2 separate regions of the Sus scrofa genome follow, and region 2 is linked to region 1. The links are chromatin contacts, called in public HiChIP or PLAC-seq maps. All regions are on one chromosome and are shown on one strand. The core of a region is the stretch at or near the end of the contact, and the rest is flanking DNA. Distances in the headings are between cores, read along the strand shown.

What was found. HiChIP or PLAC-seq counts read pairs in DNA pulled down with a chosen protein or histone mark.
Region 2: an H3K27ac HiChIP or PLAC-seq map of alveolar macrophages shows a contact between it and region 1. The contact joins the promoter of DCAF11 here to the promoter of CBLN3 in region 1. A contact is called at or near these places in 1 of 47 Hi-C or Micro-C datasets (skeletal muscle) and 1 of 2 datasets of contacts at active chromatin or transcription factors (alveolar macrophages).

The regions. Positions count from the first base shown.
Region 1 is chr7:74,863,790-74,870,368 of Sscrofa11.1, reverse strand. It overlaps CBLN3 (cerebellin 3 precursor), which reads right to left and starts at 4,438. Exons shown (of 3, transcript NM_001112680.1): 1 at 4,034-4,438; 2 at 3,618-3,737; 3 at 1,926-3,263. The coding sequence starts at 4,333. The coding sequence ends at 3,066. It overlaps KHNYN (protein KHNYN), which reads left to right. Exons shown (of 8, transcript XM_021099195.1): 2 at 6,081-6,301.
Region 2 is chr7:75,179,026-75,186,205 of Sscrofa11.1, reverse strand. DCAF11 (DDB1- and CUL4-associated factor 11) reads left to right here and starts at 5,069. Exons shown (of 15, transcript XM_001928359.5): 1 at 5,069-5,668; 2 at 5,771-6,138; 3 at 7,030-7,157. The coding sequence starts at 5,984.

The DNA.
Region 1 (6,579 bases), core at 3,189-5,688:
AGAGAATCAAATCATGCTCTGCTGGACTTCTGACCTATAGAAACAGATATTAAATAGGTCAAAGTTGTGTTAAGGCAGTAACTTTGTGGTAATTGTTATGCAACAATAGAAAGCTAATACAATAACTTTACTGACATTATTTTCAAATTTATCTACCTCATTTGCATTTTTACAAACATCCTCAATCTTGTTGTTTTTCCCAATATCCAATCTTTTCTTCTTCTGACTTTTAGCTGAGCGTGGCTGCCTGGAATAAAGACTTTATTCCCTAGCCTGTCTCCACTGTCTGGTGTGGCCAGCTAGGACTAAATTCGGGCCATTGAGATGCAAATAGAACTGTTGGGTGTACCTTTCAGAAAGCTTCTTTAAAAGGAAATGGGTGTGCCAGTCCCTCCTCCTTCCTTGGGGCTATAAGGTTGATGCAATGGCTGGGGCTATCTTGGGTCAGGAGGTGGCAATAAAGAAAGCCAGGCTGATGATCATCAAACTGCCATCCTTCCCTGGACTCTTTGTTTGCAGATTCTTCTGTGTGAGAGGGAAATAACCTACCACCTTGTTTAAGCCATTATTATTTTGGGTTTTTCTGTTACTGTAATCTCTTTGTAATTAGTAGGGTAGTAGTATAAAGTTTCCCTTTTCCAAGAAGTGAAGGATCAAGTTTAAGGAGTGAGCAGTTAGCTTCTGGAAGTTTGACTAATTTATCATCATGTAACAAGTTGTTGGACTTTCTTCCTAGTTGTATTATTTGACCTGATGGTGCCAATCAGTCTCTTTCATTTTTGGTGCAGTTCCAACTTTTTCTGGAATTACTCACAGCTCTCTGGATCCACCCCTTCCTACTTATGCAGATAAAGACAAATAAATGCACTTTATGAATAGATAAATTATCTACTATATTTATACTCTTCTACTTATCAAAACTAATTAAAAAATATCCTATAATAGTCATACTTCTTCACTCAGTGTATTAACTACCTTTTTGCACATTGTATAGTTACTTTTTCCTTTTGAAAATCACAACAGAGACATGGCTTTTAAAAATTCACCTTGTGGAATTCCCTGGCAGCTCAGTGGGTTAAGGATCCAGCTTTGTCACTGCTATGGCTCGGGTCATTGCTGTGGCAAGGGTTTGATCCCTGGCCCAGGAACTTCTGCATGCCATGGGTGCAGCCAAAAAAAATCACCTTGTTCCAATTAACTATATCATTTTTCTTTTGATTATCCAATTGTCATAAAATGTCAGTTTGTGGAAGTCTATTAAAATGGTTTCTTTGGAGTTCCCATCGTGGCTCAGTGGTTAACGAATCCGACTAGGAACCATGAGGTTGCAGGTTCGATCCGTGGCCTTGCTCAGTGGGTTAAGGATCCGGCGTTGGTGTAGGTTGCAGATGTGGCTCGGTTCCTGTGTTGCTGTGGCTCTGGTGTAGGCAAACGGCTACAGCTCCGATTCGACCCCTAGCCTGGGAACCTCCATATGCCGCAGGAGTGGCCCAAGAAATGCCTTCTCAGCTCTACCCCTTACATTCAAAAAATATCTTTGATTTTTGTCTTCAATAGTATGTTCCAAGCCTAGAGTTATTTATGATGAGCTATTCTCCAAGGGACCGTGAGTCCTTTTAAAGGTGAATAATAGTTGAGGCAAAGATCCAGGTGCTAAGAATGCATATTAGATTTTTCCTGATGTTGTTCCTACACTACTTTAGTGACAAAATTTGAAAAAGTTATTTCTTTTGGAAACCACAAACTCACATTGGTATTTCCTCTTTAACTCAAGTACTACCAAATCCTTTTTTTTAAATTTGACTCTAACATATGAATTTACATTTATTTTCTCTACAACATATACCTGCTGGTCTCTTGTAACCCCTGAACCCAATTGTGATGGCATCTTCTCTCTCTAGTGATCCTATAGGGTCTCATTGACCATCATTCTCTAATTACTTTATTGATAGATTCATCCATGCTGGGCCAATGGGACAGAGAGGTGACACAAGTTTTTTAATACTGGCAGGAGAGTGGCTGAAGGGATGAATCATGGCATCCAAGGTAATAGGAAGTTTAGGAAGGAGACTAAGACGGCACAAATTAAGAGAAAGAGGAGACGTTGCAGGTCAGTGTAGAACAGCTACAGTGAAGGTCACTGAGAGAGCTGGGAGGAAGGAGGTGATGGGGAGAGCATGGAGTGATGAAAGTTCCGACTACATAGATGGAGCAGTTCTAGGAGGCGGCCACAGGCATTGATGTGTTCCATGGCCTGGAGATCTATACTTGCCCACATGTGACCTGCCTCCACCTCCAGCTGCCAAAGGAAGCTCTGTTTACCTGCTCTCTGCCAAAGCAAACATATATCCATGTCTTGGATGGGGAGGTGAGGGGCAGAGTCCACCTGGGATCTGGCACAGATAAATGCCTGGGGTTCACTATCTGCTGGTGGCTCCAATGTACACAAAAAAATGTGTACCATGTTCAGGCTGAGGGCACGCCCCCTTCCTGCCTTACCAGCTACAGGCTCTGGGCTGCTCTGTGGCCCTTACCATGCATCTGCTGGTGGCTAAGCCTCTGGCCCTAGTCCTCGCAGTGCTGGCTCAGCTTCTGAGTATGATTTGTGATGCTGGCACTCCTCACAGGAAGGAGCCTGCCGGATATGCTGAAGCTGGTCCATCTGGTCCCCTGTAGGGGCCTGTCAGGCTCACCTGTACCACCTGTTCCCAAATAGCACTGAGCGGGAAGCTGGGTTGGGGGTGGAGGACAGGAAGCAGAGACTGCAAAGTAGTCTACGCCTCCCTCCCTGGAAAATCTTGCTCTGATTCTAGGGCTGCAGGCAGAAATCAAGGCAGTGGGAGGCTGGGAGGCAACTGTGGGGGTGGGGTAAGAGGGACAGGTCCCAAGACACTGCAGCTCTACTCCTCACCTTGGATGTTTGGCACAGGGTCCCATGCAAGGCAGTGGAATAAAGGCAGCCAGAGGGAGTCTTTCTCCTGCCCTAAAGAGACTGCTTCTGGGGCAGGAAAGGGTAGAGGGCAGAGGTCAGGGGCTAGATTTCTGTCTTTGAAAAGCTTCAGCCCTCAGAGTGGGAAAATGAGGAAGCCAGAGAAGCTCGAATATTTCCAGCCACCGAGTAGGTTCCCTCGACGCAGGCGCAGAGACACCCGGTCCCCAGGATCCAGGGGCAGTAGCACAGAACTGGTGGCTGCCTCCCGGGTCACGTCTGGGTCATTGGCAAAGGCCGAGACGACAGGCCATGTGTTCAGCATCAGGCTTACCTGCAGAGGGAAGCCCAGTTAGCACCTGTCCCTGCCCCTCGCCCCAGGACCCCACTCTCTTGAGGGCTTTCTCCCTTCTCTCCAGCCCCAGAGGGACACGCTAATACCTGGGAACCTGGACAGTGCACCCACCTGGGAGGGCTGCGGGGTGGCCCATGTTGGACTCTGGACCTCTATCACACGCTCTGTTAGGTAGGTCCGTTCCCCCCTTGCTCTTGGCCTCCCAGGACACAGGTCAATGGAGGTCTGCCTGGGGGTCAGCTGGGCTCCACTTATTTCCCCTCCTCTTACCCTGACCCCCCCGCCCTCCGCCCCAGGAGTTGGAGATAGGACAGGGCCTAGTATTCAGGTCACCTGGACAGTTTGGCGGTTGTACACCTTCACCACATGGAACCGGAAGCTGTAGACACCTCGGACAGGGGCCACGAAGGAGCCTGAGGCTCGGTCAAAGCCACCGCCCTCGTTCACCAGGACCTGTGGGAAGCAGACCCTGCTGAGTAGGGCTCAGGGATGCCTGGGGCTCAGGGAAACCACGGGGTTGGGGAAAGGGGCAGCGAGTAAGGAAAGGAAGGGGTGACAAGCAGACAGGACAGGAGGAATGCCTGGGTTCAAAAGAAATGGTGAGAAAGGTCAAGGAGGGTATGGGGGGAGTGAAGGGAAGGGAGAAGGGCAGCAGGCTTGGGGGCAACCAGCCACAGCAGGGGCTGTTTCCTTAGCAGCAGAGCGGGCTTGGACAGTGCTTCCAGGTCTTTGCAGGGGAGGGGGATTACCTGGTCGAAGTAGATGGCTCCACCCGTGCCGTTGCTGATTTCCCCTGCTGGCTCATGGTGGTGGCTTCGGACTGCAGCAAATGCCACTCTTCCAGGGGGTGCTTCTCCCAGGGCTGCTCCCCCGGGACCCCCTGCAGCAGCTCGGCCCGGCTCACAGACCACCAGGCACTCGCCTTCCAGGAGGACTGGCTCTGTCCCCTCTTGGGCCCACCCGGCCCTGAGAACCAGAAGAGTCAGGGCCAAGGGCAGCCCAGGGCTGAGTGGAGGACCTGGTGGCCAGTGTTGCTTTGCTCCCAGCATGGCTGAGTGGCTCTGTGACCCCCAAGCCTCCTCTTTCTGCTCCTTGGTTTTGCCCTCCTCTGCCACAGACTCTCAGCACCCCTCACCCTGCTTCTCAGTCTTCTCTCTGGGACTCATGGTCACCTGGTCTTGGCATCTCCATCCCTCTCGTGCCCCACAACTCTGTCCTGCCTCTCCTGCTGTCACTGCAGGTCCCTCCTCCTTGGCAGGGCACAAAATGACAGCAGTTGGGCTCTGGGAGGGAGAGGAGAAATGAGGCAGCCAGATGGGAGGGCTTCAGCCAGATCCCCAGGGCAGCCCCCTCAAGAGCACTGAAGGCTGGAACTGGGGCGACAAAGAACACGGGTGACTGTGTGAGATTCTGAGTGTGTGTTTGTGCATATGTGTGAGACCAATTCTACAGCCCCTTCCTCCTGCTCACTCCTCCCCTCTTTAAAATCCTTCACAAATCAACAGCCCGCTTAGCAGCATTTTTTCCACTGTTGGAAAAGGGAGTATCCTAGTGTTTTCCCCACAACTGTTTTGGTGGAAAGTGCGCAGGCGAACAGGGGCACTATTCCGTGACCCTGGGCCAGTCTCTTCCTTTCCTTGGTCTTCTATATCTTCATCCGAAGGGACGAGGCCCCCTTCACTTCCATCTCTCCAAGAGTGGTTCCTCATTCCTGAGAAACAACTGCGCGGAGCGGCTGAAAACCCAGAGGAACGGGAGACCTTGACCCCCCAGGGAGTCTAGGAGTTGGAGCGGGAGGGTGGGCGGGCCCGGGACGGGACGGGGCGGGGCGGGTAGGCCGGGGGCGGGGCCAGGCCCGGGGGCGAGGAGCAGCCTGCGGCTGGTCCCAGCGGGTGCGCGCTGGGGCTCAGGGCTGGCCTAGCCCCTGGGAGGGGCCGAGCTGGCTCCGCCCCGGGCCAGGAAGTGACTCAAAAAACTGTTCGTGATGTGGGGAAGAGAGGTCCCCGTTGGGTGAGGAATCGGAAAGGCCCGCCCAGATTTGGGCCCCCAGCTCTTCTTCCCTGGGCCGGGGGCGCAGGCGAAGCTGGGGCCAGCGGGCACCGAGCGGCGCCGGCGGGACTGAGGCCGCAGAGGGCGGCGAGGCGGGTAGGCGCGCTCTCCCCCGCGCCCGGACCGCGGGAGCCAGAGGCCGCAGTGCAGAGCGCAGTCGGGGGGCGGCAGCCGCCAGCGGCTGCGGGGGCGGGGCCCAACCCGGCCCCTGGGCCCCGCGTGGGGAGTGTGGCGAGACCGATGGGTGCAGCGGACCAGGCGGCGGAGGGAGGGCGAAGGGTGGGAGTGGCCAGAACCTTGGAAATGGCTGACAAGGGACCCCAGAGGACAGCCCAGTTTAAGCCCTGGTGAGGATTCGTCTTTAAGAGGCCGTCTTGGACCGGGAGATCGCAGAGACCCCGAGGAGAGGGGCTCTTTCGTCACCCGTCCCACTCCTGCCCTCCAGATCCAGCGGGATTCCCCCCACCCTGCTCCCGGCTGTGGTTATCATTTTCCAGAGGCCACACACCCCTCCCAGAGAGACAGCCTTGTTTATCCATGACTTCGTCTTCGGGAGGAAGGCCCTTGCGTCCAGATAATCTGACATCCCCTTCCTACCCTCCAGGTGGACTGAAATGCTGGCTGCCGCCTGGGTTGTTTACCAGTTTGGTAACTGGCTGAGGACCTGTTGATAGCTGGTGTAGGCCAGGAAACAAAGATTTGGGTTGAAGGGACATCCTGGCTCTGAGCTGCTTTCCCTCTTTACAGGGCTGGGCGGCCAAGCAGCCATGCCTACCTGGGGGGCTGGCTCCTCGTCCCCTGACCGCTTTGCCGTGTCTGCGGAGGCCGAGGACAAGGTGCGGGAGCAACAGCCCCATGTGGAACGCATCTTCAGGGTGGGGATGAGCGTCCTCCCCAAGGACTGTCCCGAGAACCCTCACATCTGGCTGCAGCTGGAGGGCCCCAAGGAGAACGCCAGCAGAGCCAAGGTGAACACCTCTCCCTGACCCTCCCCCCCCAGGCCTCCCCCCGGGGGGAGGGGGGAACCAGGACTCCCTCTCCCCCTTGCCCCCCAGTGAGGGCAGAAGAGAGGAGGGGCTGGGAAGGATCTCCACTCCTTGTTTGTCTCACTGGCCCTGAGCTCTGAGGGACTTCCGGACTCTATTTGTCTGGAGTTTTGGTTTCATTTCTGCTCTTACTACAAAGGTTCTGCTAGGGCTCGGGGATAAGTAATTCAGTTCGCATCAGTTTGTTCTCTTCGAAAGTT
Region 2 (7,180 bases), core at 3,820-6,319, 320 kb before region 1:
GCTGGTTGTTTGTTTGTTTGTTTGTTTTTAAGGGCCCACACTTGCAGCATATGGAAGTTCCCAGGCTAGGGGTCTAATCAAGTTGCAGCTGAGGCCTATGCCACATGAGGTCCAAGCAGCATCTGTGACCTATGCCACACCTTCAGCAACAACACCAGATCCTTAACCCTGAGTGAGGCCAGGGATCAAACCTGCATCCTCATGGATATTAGTCAGATTCTTAACCCACTGAGCCACAATGGGAAATCCATATCCTTGGTTTTCTTTCCTTTTTTCTTTTTTGGAGTTGTATTACCCAAATCCAGAATTCCTAAACATTATAGTTTGGCCTTGCCCATTTAAAAAAATTTTGTATGCCATTTAAGTCTTTCAATCTACAGGTTCCCTCTCCTTCCTTTCTTTTCCTTCAGTTGAATCATTGAAGAATCCAGGCCTACACTCACAATGCCTAGATTCATTAATTTATTAGGGATTTCAAAACAGCTTTATTCAAACTCTGTCATAGTAGTTAGAATAGTTCCCACTGTGGTGCAGTGAGTTAAGAATCCAACTGCAGGGGCCAGGTCCTTCTGTGGAGGCACAGGTTTGATCCCCCACCTCAAGCAGAGGGTTAAAGGATCCAGTGTTGCTACTGCTGGGTCCTAGATTGCAGCTGTGGCTTGGATTCAATCCCTGGCCCTGACACTTCCATATGCTGTGGGTGCAGCCATTAAAAAAAAAAAAAAAGTTGGAATACTTTTATAAAGGTATACTCTTTTTATCTATCTCACTACCCTGAAGGACGGTTTATATAAGAACAGCAAGATAACTGTTTGATTCTTCTTTATTTACCATCTTCAGAATAATAATTTGGTTTTGTATCATCCTTCAAAATGGTGACAAATTAATTAGTTATACACATACTCTATTATGAACTTATGGATCTAAACATCCTTAATATTTATTAAATTATCTTCATTAATGCTCAAATTATCCCATCTTTGGTCATGAGAGCTTGGCTCCTGACTCCTTTTGTCATTACCCTGATAGCACTTGCTGGTTTCTTTGCAATCTGGCATGGTGAATTGTTGTTCCATGCTCATAGTGTAAATTTCCTACCCAGGCCTGGAATCAGCCATTTCTCCAAGCTCCGTTTTCTTTCCAGGGGAAATGGTATTTTAAGATCTAGGTGGTAGGAGCGTTTGTTGCTACTAGATTGTTTCTAGATCTTATAGGGATAGGGAGTTTTATCTTTCTGTGAACTCACCTCATGAGTTCATACTGATAATAACTCCTATTCCAACTCAGGACTAAAGGATTTTTAACTTCTATATCAAATCTCTACCTCCTATCTGCCACTCAAAAAGTTCTGTCTGGTTCCCTGGAGTTCCCGTCATGGCTCAGCAGTTAACGAACCCAACTACTACCCATGAGGACTTGGGTTCAATCCCTGGCCTCACTCAGTGGGTTAAGGATCCAGCGTTACCCTGAGCTGTGTGTGTGTGGTGTAGGTTGTAGACCCAGCTCAGATCCATGTTGCTGTGGCTGTGGTGTAGGCTGGTGGCTACAGCTCTGATTCGACCCTTAGCCTGGGAACCTCCATATGCTGCGGGTGCAGCCCTAAAAAGACAAAAAAAAAATCTGGTTCCCAAGGATACAAGACACAAGAGTATTAGAAATTCTGTAATTACTCAATTGCTTTATAGTCAACACATTTTAAGTCCTGGGAAAATCAGTGTACTTCCCCCTCTCCTTCTACACTCAGCATGCTACACAGTGATAAACATATGTCATCAGTTCATCAATCACTTTAGAACACAGAATTTTCCCTTGTATTGCCTGGAGCTGTACACGTGTCCCAGGAGCTCTGTGCAGTCACCTCTCTGGGAGCTGGGACCCCGGAGAAGGAGGACATGGTTAGCCAGAGAAAGAAAAATTTCCTTCCCTTCCCTCCTCTCAAGCCGAGCCCGCCCCCTGGTGGAGTTGCTAATGAGCAGGAAACAGCCAAAGGCAGGTCAGACAGGAAGTCAACTAGCTGACATTTACAAAGCAATTACTAGAACCAGGCCTAAAATGGGGGCTAAAAGTAGAAAAATGGCTTTAAGTGTTGCTGGGGAGAGTGGAGGCTGCCCAGATGAAAAGCACTTACAAATTGTCAACAAGCAACATGCCAAATTCCAGAATCATGACAGAGAAGGCCAAAAAAGTTTATCAAAATGACTTAATTAAAATTATTTTTAAAGATATGCCATTTTGGAGTTTCTTGGTGGCCTAGCAGTGAAGGATTTGGCATTGTCACTGCTGTGACTCTGGTTTGGTCCACCAAAAAAAAAAGTTTTTTTCTTCCAGTGGAACACATATCCTAACATAAATACTCATATATATTTTCAAAATATTGTAAGTCACAAGCGATATAATCAAGTTCACAGGCTTAAAAATCTTTTACATGCAAAAATCAACCAATGAATCCAGATGAAACCTTCTATTCTTTAGCATTTGACGTTAAGACTCGTTTTGGGAGTTCCCTTCGTGGCATAGAGGAAACGAATCTGAGTGGGAACCATGAGGTTGCGGGTTTGATCCCTGGCCTCACTCACTGGGTTAGGGATCTGGCGTTGCTGTGAGCTGTGGTGTAGGTCGCTGATATGGCTCAAATCTGGCTTTGCTGTGGCTCTGGCATAGACTGGCAGTTGTAGCTCTGATTGGACCTCTAGCCTGGGTACCTCCAATGTGCTCAAAAGACAAAAAAAAAAAAAAAGACTCAAGTTTTGGCCACAAAAACCTCAGATTTTTAAAACCTTTTAACATTTACCATGACTTTTAAATGTTTTACTCAATAAAGTACAAGCTACATATTTCAAAGGCTTGATTTAGATTTTATTGAGTTTTAAGCTGGATTTGTACATTAAAAGGATCTGTAAGCTAGGGAGGAGAAGAGGAAAGAGGCTCAGCGGAAATGAATCCGACTAGGAACCATAAGGTTTTGGGTTCATTCCCTGTCCTCGCTCAGTGGGTTAAGGATACAGCCTTGTTGTGAGCTGTGGGGTAGGTCGCAGACGCAGCTCAGATCCAGCATTGCTCTGGCTTGGTGTAGGCTGGTAGCTATATCTCCGATTCTACTGCTAGCCTGGAAACCTCCATATGCCATGGGTGGGGCCCCAACAATATAAATAAAAATAAAATCCATTATTGAGATTTTAACAAAAGTCTTTGTTTTCTATGTACCTCTGGTGGTCAAACTGTGTTAACCATAATTCTTTGTTCATGCTGTATCTTTTTTTTTTTCTTTTGTCTTTTTAGGGCTGCACCCGTGGCATATGGAGGTTCCCAGGCTAGGGGTCAAATCAGAGCTGTAGCTACCAGCCTACACCACAGCCACAGCAACAAGGATCCCAGCCACCTCTGTGACCTACACCACAGCTCATGGCAATGCCAGGGATCGAACCTGCTTCCTCATACTAGTCAGTTTCTTTTCTGCTGGGCCAGGATGGGAACTCCCACGCTGTATTTTTGTAATTAGTTCATGAAAGGCCTTCTCCATTTTATTATTTGTTTAATGATATGAGCCTATTTTTATATTTTTAAATGCAAAACTGAAACCATATTGTTTTTGCATCCACCACATATCAGCAGATCTACCACCTTTTTTAAGCCTAAAAAATGTAATTTGCACAATTTCCCAAGGCATGAAAATAGAAGACTACGTCATTTTTAATGGCTACCTGGTATTTCTGTGTCTACCATATGAACCATAATTTATTTAACCTGTAGCAGTGCGTTTGGATCTTTTGTTTCCAGTGTCTTACTACGGTCAATAATTGCTCTGTGGGGAGTTCCCTGTCATGGCGCAGCGGAAACTAATCCAACTAGAATCCAGGAGGACGCCTGTTAGATCCCTGGCCTCACTCAGTGGGGTAAAGGATCCGGCGTTGCTGTGACTGTGGTGTAGGCCGGCAGCTGTAGCTCCAATTTAACCCCTGGCCTGGGAACCTTCATATGTCGGGGGGGGGGGGCGGCCCAAAGAGCAGAAGAAAAAAAAAAAAGAATTTCAAAGTGTGATAACAGAACATTAAACCAAGCGTGGGTTCTGTACAGGTCGCACACCCATGAAGCTGGCCCTGGTGACCAGAGATAATAAGCTAGCTCTGATCTAGCGATCTAGAAACCAAGGGGTATCACCAGAAGGATAACCACACCCTCGCCTACCCAGGGAGAGTGAGCCCCAGGAGAGCCCAAATTAAAGCCCGCCTCCCTCATCCCTCCTGCCCTCAGGAGGCTCTGGGCAGCACTTTTAATTAAGCGTCCCGGCTGGGGGCACTGAGAGGCAGCTTGGACCCCGGGCCTAGGCGCCCAGCACGGTCAATCGACCCACAACCCCCCAGCCTGGGCGAGGATCCCTAGGTACACAAGTCTCGTCCTTGAACTCTGCCGAGTTACTCATAAACCCGGAGGAAGGGGTAGGAGGGGGTAGGAGGCGCCGCGCGTGCACACCCTGGTCCTGCGCAGAGGCGCCCCAAGGACAGAGGGTCTAAGGAAAGTCTTCGAATCCTCCCAGGGTTAGGGTTAGGGTTAGAATCAGAGGCGAACTGACCATAATGAAAGGTCAGTGAGGACCCGCGGATGCACTAGGGAGCGTCTACAAAGACTGCGAAGCCAGGGGTCATCTAAAAAGTTGCCTGAGTGACTAACGGAAGGTCTAGAAAGGGCGGTCCCCAAGAGAACAAGGCTTCCGGAAGCTACGCCCGGAAGGGAGGGTGTGAAGGCCTAGGTGCATCTGTGACGCGAACGCATTCCCAAAAGAGCCGCGCACCGCTTAGGACCGGACCGGCTGAAGCTGCAGCCTGAGAAAAAAAGCAGTGCTAGAGAGCGAAGTGGGGGCGGGGGAGGGGGTCGTGCCTAGGGGAGGAAAGAGAGGCCCCTTAGAGATCCTCTGAAAAGTGCGAAGCTAAATGTTGTTAAGGGACTGACAGCAAATTATTTCCCTTGTTAAGACACCTCTGGGCAGCGAATCACAAACTTCTTTTGTAAGCCCCGCCCCTCGCCCATGAGGTCTAGTTCCGTTGTTTCTGATTCAAGAAGCAGCCAGTTCCGCACTTAACGCCTCCCAACCAGAAGCGACCGCTCCTCCTGGATCGCGCGCTTTCCCCTCCCCTAGCACTCATCACACACTTTCTCCCGCCCATCTGTCAATCACCGCTCTCAGCTGTCCAGTGAGCGGGCCAAGGGGGCGGGGCCGTCAGGGGCGTCGCGTGACGTTGCAGTCCGCCGGCGGCAGAGCCTGGAGATGCGTGACGAAGGAAGCGCGTGACGAAGGAGCTGTTGGCCGACGCCGGAGGGCAGTCGGTGTAAACAAGGCCTTGCGCCGCTGCGGGTCCTGAGACCTCTCCTGGCTGGTGGGTGGTCTCTCGCAGGCCTACCCCCCTTAGCTTACACATCCCTGGCACACCACGTGGGCGTGAGGCGAGGAAGGAGGGGGTTAAGTGGAGTTTTAACTTCATTGGTTGTCGCTGCCGCCGGCTTTTGGGAGGGAGTGTGCTGATTGGCCGGTAAGGGGGGCGTCGGGGGGTCCTAAGGCTTCTGATTGGTTAGATGGGATAAGCTAATGAGGCGCTTTCTTCTGCGAGGGTTTTTGATTGGTCGGCCTGAGAGGTTACCTGGGAATCCACCCCACCCTCAGGGACTTTGATAGGTGAGTTTGAGGTAGAAAACTGAGAAATTCCTCTTCAAAGGATTCTTACTGGTGAGCTAAGGTCACGCCCTAGACTTCACTCTGTTTTTTTTTGCTTCACAGGATTGGGAAAGGTTTGTGTTCCCGAAGCTTTGGGAGTTGTTACAGGCCAAGGAGAAGGGTTCTCAGTCCCTAAGAAGTGTAGCCTTCCTAGTTATAGCTACCGCCGTACCTCAGGAGACCCTGGTATTTCTAGAGCAGGGTTTGCTTTCATCAAACCCAAGGAGGTGACAGGAGGAGTCCCTGCACAGGACTTAAGGATGCTGTGACCAGAAGATGGGATCACGGAACAGCAGCAGTGCAGGAACTGGGTCCGGAGACCCCTCCGAGGGCTTGCCCCGAAGAGGGGCTGGCCTGCGTCGGAGTGAGGAAGAGGAAGAGGAGGATGAAGATGTGGATCTGGCCCAGGTACTGGCCTATCTCCTACGCAGGTAACTTACCCTCTGGTGTGTCCCCACCAGGCGCCACCACAGTCCCTTGATCCCAGCTCCAATCAGGGAAGTTACAGATAATAGGAAGTGGGATTATCCCAGGACTACCTTTCTGTTTGAGCAGAACATCCCTCCCTGCTGGACACTCAGGGCACTCAGCTTCATACCCAGTAAGAGTGGGTTTTGCCTAGGGAGGGTCAGCTAGATGACTTGCTCTTATGTTTGAGGGAACTGTTCAGGGGAGTCTTTTTAGTTATGACTACACAAATGTAGATTATTTTTCACGTAAATAAGAAATGGGGGGGGCGGTTGCCTGGTGGAAAAGGAATGATGTGAGGGTTGAAAAGTGCTGGGAAGGTGGGTATTGAACTTTAGTGAAGTTATTGACACATGATATGAGGCCATGTGGATTTACTGGAAAAACAAGTTTAAATTAACTCTAATCCTGTTTTTGAGGAAAGATTGCTTTGAGGGAAGTGACCACCAGGAATTGACTGGAAAGGGGTGCAACTGGCTTTGGTTCTTAGCTATGGCTTCTTGGGGAGAAAAAAACCTTGGGAGTCCCTTCAGAACACCATGTTCTATGCTGAACTCCTTGGGCAGAGGCTTGGAAGGAAATGCTCTCAATTTTTAGCTCTCTGAGGAGTCAGCTAACCCCGTGTGATGTCGGGGTTTTTCTACTCCTGCTATAAGATGGAGAACTTATTGCCTAGTGTGTCTTATAGGAGACTGAAAATAACAGCCAAGGTCTTGTCAGCCCCCACCCTCAAAATGGCTACAGAATGAGAGTTTGAGGACTAGGTAGTCTAAGAACTAACATCACCACTGACTCTGAATTTGGTTGATTTGGGGATGGGATACTCCCCTTTATCATGGGGGCTCTCTCCACAGAGGCCAAGTGAGGTTGGTGCAGGGAGGAGGTGCGGCAAATTTACAACTCATCCAGGCCCTCTCAGACTCAGAGGAAGAGCATGACAATGCCTGGGATGGTCGTCTCGGAGACCGATACAACCCACCTGGTAAGAGGAAAGACATAAATCAA